2 separate regions of the Columba livia genome follow, and region 1 is linked to region 2. The links are chromatin contacts, called in public Hi-C maps. All regions are on one chromosome and are shown on one strand. Each heading gives the region's core, a stretch centred on a gene start, on an enhancer-like site or on the middle of the called end of the contact. The rest is flanking DNA. Distances are from core to core; before and after follow the strand shown.

Region 1 (2,737 bases), core at 20-2,519, 78 kb before region 2:
AAGTTAGTATGAAATTGTTTTCACTTTCTGTCAGCTGCTAACTGAAAAAAAAAAAATAGAAAAATATACAAAAGAACCTGAGTGGGAAGGCAAAAACAATACAAGAAATGAAATTATCAGCAGAAAAGCTATATTATTTAATTACTTTAATCTCTACCCACTGCAGTCATGAGAGGAATGGACTGTGATTCTGGAGACTCAGTTGGTGAGAAAAGGTATACCAGAAATTGCAAACAGGACATATTAAACTTAGAGCTTATTCCAGGCCCAAGGATACCCAGACTATCCTGGCAGAAGGGCCTTAATATTTTAACACAGTTCTGTAAGGGATTCAGCAGGTCCAGCTCTGAAAATGAGATCTAAACTGATGGTCACAATAGCAGTCACACATCAACATCCCTCCCCGGGTCCCTACTGTCACACAATGATCTGTAATACTTCAACCCCAGTGTGGGAGCCTTACCTGAAGCTGATTAAAAGAAGAACAATCTGTGGAGTCCTCAGCAAACCCACTGCTGTCAGAGTGCTGACTCGCAGTCCGTAAGAGCTGATCTGTTTAAAACAAGCAAAACCCAATTGTAATTACTCTGCAAATCACCACCTTTCATGCCCAATCACATTCAATACACGCTTTCCTTTTACATCAAAGTAATCCTAAGTGGATAACACAATTACTTTTGAAATTCCACTTTGAACAATGCAGAGAAACAGATTGTTGTTTAAAGGAAAAGCTCTTCTCATGCAAAGTTCTACTAGTGAAACTTCAAGCAGTGGTGGAAGAGGAAACATCTTTTACATTTTTCTTTCCTGTACTGTGGAAAAAAACCCACTCTACAGACGTTGTCACTGCTGGAGTTTTCCTTCCACAAAACTGAATCACTGGTTAATGCACATGCAAGCAGTGGAACAGTTGCCTTTGTATTGACACGTACAGATTCGCCACACCCCCCCAACATCATGAAGATAAAGGAGATCACTCGTCTCCTGCCAGCCTGCACCAGCCCATACACCCAGGAGAACTGCATCACCTGAGCAGAGGGGACGATGCGCAGGACCTCAGAGAACTGCTAGAGACAGTCCTCCGCTGGTTTAGAGGACAAACACGAAACATCTCTGACACATCAACAGGCAATCTGCCGAAGCACATTCCCAGTGCTCATTTTATACATAAAAGATAAGATCCTCCTGCTTCTTCCTTTCTACTTAGATTAGGTAAGTGTTAAAATAGCGTAAAGAGACTCTAAAACCCCCAGTGCTACCCAGGAGTGCTTTCCTCTGGTGGAAGCACTATAGTCAAAAACTTGCTTTCCAAGGAGACCTCAGCAAGCTCTGCAGTACAGTACTGCAGGAAATGTTGTTCCCTGCTAGACACAGGAGGCACTCACCAGATACAGGCTTTACATTATAGGACCATAAACACTTCACTTCGCCAGAGGGCAGCCTGGGCAACAACCACACCTCACATCTAGTTCTCCACAGAAGTGTAAAAGGTTGGAGATGGGATGAGACCACAGTGGTCTCCAGCCCCCAGGCCCCCATCTCCTCCTCCTCCTCACCGTGTAGCAAGAGCTCACTGTTGTCTTCTCAGATGCTCAACACAGAATTTTGCCCCACATTCCTTCAACCGCTTAACTGTCATCATATAATTAATCCCAGTTCACAGCTCAATGCATTGGAATGCATTATGAAACCTGTTTTGAAACTGCTGGATTTTCAGAACTCATTTTTTCATTATTAATTTTGATGAACATTTCACTAAAACAAAAATAAAACCCTGCACAGGCCCAGAACCTTTGAGCACCAGGAGAGGCAAACTGCCCATTAAATTTCTCTATCAGCGACTTCACACAGCTTTTAGGGAGTGTCTTTCTAATTGTGCTGCTGCTCTGTTATCATGGTAGCCACAATATCCTGCAATGATAAACAACTTTTTTACCTCAAGACAGACATTCCCACCCAGCTCCCAGTAAAGACAATGGAAATGACTTCCCTGAGAACTGGACTAGCTCTTATTAACTGCCTGATTCAATTAATACAGCTGAAAGAGCGTGCCGTGAACAGGCTGCCACTACAGCTGACGCTGCTGGGAAGCTGCCACCTCCTCCAAGGTGAATAGTCACCTACTTTGGCCTCCTCACTGTCTCTTTCCCTATTTGGTGAATTTTAATTTAAAAGGACAAAGCACTACTGGTGAAAGCTTTAGCCACAGGGGAGAGATTCCAATGAGTTCTGATAAAGCAATTCATCAGTGCGTGTGCTGGCACCTGATTTCATGTGCATGAAGTTTATTACTGCTCAAGAAAAATATTGACCTTCCCTTCTTTTTCCTTCTCAGTCAATGTCTCATTTTCAGCTGTTAAAAAAAACCACAAACAAACAAACAAACACAAACACAAAACAAACACCAAAACAAACCCAACAAATTTATATATGTCTCCTCAAATCAATTCTTAGCCTCCTTGGACACACAGTACTAAAGTAAAAATCAGTGGTTTAGATAATTTTCTACAGCATTTGTTATTTATGCACATGCTTTGACAGCCTTATGTGACAGATACTGCCAGTCAACAGGTCAGATTCAAGCAGACAAGGGGAAAGCAAGAAAACATTTTTTTAAAAACGGTGAAAAGTTACATTTAGAACTTGATTCAAACACCTCCTGTGATGAGATATGGCTTCTCCACCCTGGATGCAGAAAACTCATCACAAAAACTGGGCTGTAGGGGCAAATCTGGGA
Region 2 (2,700 bases), core at 189-2,688:
CCAATCTTCAGATATTAATAGAAAGAGAGAATAACAGCTACAATAAAAATAAACCAAGAAAATAAATCAAACAAACAAAACCCCTAAGAAATATGTGTTTCTTCTGGGGGAAAAAAAAAAAAATCTGTTGAAATAATGAAGGAAAATTCCAGCCTTTTCTTCCTTAAAAAAAAATTAAAGAGCTTAAGTGGTATATGTTCTGATTTCTCCCATTTACAATCTGATGATGATCGTCTCTTTTTTTTCCTGCTGCTACATAATTCCCCCTGTCTGTCCCAGCTCCAAAGTCCACACATATAAAATCAGCCTTTGTGAAGCAGCAGGATGTGACAAGCAGCTCACTTATATCCACCAAGACCAAAGAAATATGAAGTTTGCATGTTAAAAAGCGTTTAAACATGTGTCCAAAACCAAAATTGATCCTACCATATGTTTTGAGGCTTTCGCCACATGGTACCACCAAGTAAGAACACATTTTCCTGACTAGGAAGGCAATTTTTCCACACCAGCTTAGTGCCTCTGTTGTTTTGGCAGGAGCACACTCATTGTGCTTCTTCACCTTCTTCAGTGTGTGCGTGTTCACTGCATTTTGTCAGCTAGAGCCTTGTTTTCCAGAGCCTGTAACCCGACCGCTTCCCAGGAAGCCCGTAATAGCAATCATGCTCTTGCTCATGCTTTTCATGTGTAAACCACAACATCTTTAGGTCTTTAATACTAATTAAGAAACCAAATAATAAATTAGATTTAAAGGGAAATCTTTTGGGAGGAAATAACAGATTCAATTTAATTACAATGACACATCTTGATTATTTTTTGTATTAGTACAAAGAATCTGCACTTAAACAAGTAATCTTTGTCCTAATAATTAAGATCATTTGTCCCTACAGGTTATTTCCTGCCGGGAACTGAGGCTGTTGCTGTGCAAAGGTGGAAGGAGGGCTGAGCTAGCCAGAGTGGGAGCAGAGAAACAGCTTCTCATCACAGCATCACCCATCCCGTGCAGGAACACATCTCCTTTGCAACAGCAAAACCTTGCCGCTGGTCACTCCGTGATCACCCGCAGTGCCTGCTTTAATGCTACCAGCATCTGTAAGGGCTCCCTGGGGGGAAAGACAGTGGGCATGCCAAATATCTGGGGTGTTGGGATAAAAACCTGAAGACTCTCAGAGCAAAGCAGCAGACCCAGATGTCGGCAAAGTTCCTCTTGTGTCCTACTGTTCCTCCAGCACCTCTGAACTTACAGATGAGCCTCACAGAAATGCTGGGAAAAGCCAAAAGCTCTGTTCCACTGCCCGCTGGCAGATCTGACCATTTCTTGCCTGTGAGACTGGAACAGTGGAACTGTGCGTGTTTCATCTCTCATCTTTACTCAGGCAAAGATCCCATGTGGGAGACGTGTATGAAAAAACACATAAAAACATTTGAGGTATTCCCATAAAGCCCACACTGGTATTCAAGAAGAGACCAGGCAGACCTCCAGCTATCCTGGCTCCTGCATGAAGAGGATGGACTCGACGACCTCTTGAGATTCCTTTCAGAACTTACCCTCTGTGCCTATGTTTATAATTACTGGACCATGCCCATATTTGCACTGTTTCACTAGAATGATGCGTACACATTTTGTAAGGAAATGTGCAGCACGAAGGCATTATTATTATTACTACTACTATTATACTAGTTATTATTATTAACTTAAGAACTGCTGAAAAATGGATCACGGTCCATCAGGAATTGAATAATGGGGTATTTTTTAGTCAGGGACTTTGATGGCCCAAACAGTATCTGCAAATGAAGGAGAAGAACAAAACAGTGACAGCAGAGAAACAGCTGCAGAAAATATAAACCTATTAGCTGCAGCACCACCGTGTGTCAGCCCTGAAAATACCACATAGTAGGAAAACACCAAATTTATACGGGAACTGCAAGAGTAAACATTAAATATATATATATATACACATATATATATATATTGGGCAACTAAATAAGAACAGTTTAATTTTAAAACTTTTTAAAATCTGTGTCATGACTTGAACATGTTATCCTTCTTCCAAGTATCAAGACATGTTACGTTATGTCAAGGTAATACTAGCACTTCCAGAAAATAAAATAAATTTCCAATCAATAAGGGAATACTTTAAATAGGAATTTAGATTTAAAACTTCTCAACATTTTGAATGGGTTCGTATTTGCTAACTAATATGCACAAGTGTGACGGATGCACTCGAACCCCCTGCCCAGACAAACCAGCAGCAGTTTGGTCCAGGCTACAGAGGAGGTAAAGGACTGAGCCTCACCCAGGCCAAGAGCTCCTTTCAGTAGACCCACAGGGAAGCAGAACAGCACACTGAACACCGGTGGCTTGTGGGTGCAGGGAGTCTCGTGCAGACCTTTCCCACTGTATGCAATTTGGCTACAAGTCAACCACTTCATTCTACAAATATGACAGCCTAGATGAGCCCTGGATGAGTTCTCCCTGCTAAATAAGTGAGCTGTGTGGCAATGGTTTTACTACTCACAGGTCAGTGGATGAGCCCAATTCAAGTTCAATATTAGTCATTTAACTTAAGTAGATGCATACTGAATGTAATTGATTATTTAGAGATATAAGGCTGTATGATTTTAACATACTCTTTGATTCATGTTACTTGGTAGACTAGATTTGCTAAAATTTTAAGCTTGTATTTACCAAAAGCAACTGCA

What was found. Hi-C and Micro-C count contacts between places; a contact is called where the count stands out from the background.
Region 1: a contact with region 2 is called in a Hi-C map of liver, with 4 times the contacts expected there. The contact joins two enhancer-like sites. A contact is called at or near these places in 2 of 2 Hi-C or Micro-C datasets (crop and liver).

Annotation. Positions count from the first base shown.
Region 1 is chr7:25,825,388-25,828,124 of bColLiv1.pat.W.v2, reverse strand. ITPRID2 (ITPR interacting domain containing 2) reads right to left here. Exons shown (of 19, transcript XM_065068909.1): 11 at 464-552. Among named protein-coding and RNA genes, the nearest start is that of PPP1R1C, 20 kb to the left of the region's middle. Within about 2 kb of position 1,269, at least 1 of the 3 cell types and tissues checked has an H3K27ac peak away from gene starts, as active enhancers do.
Region 2 is chr7:25,747,374-25,750,073 of bColLiv1.pat.W.v2, reverse strand. No RefSeq gene overlaps it. Among named protein-coding and RNA genes, the nearest start is that of NEUROD1, 16 kb to the right of the region's middle. Within about 2 kb of position 1,438, at least 1 of the 3 cell types and tissues checked has an H3K27ac peak away from gene starts, as active enhancers do.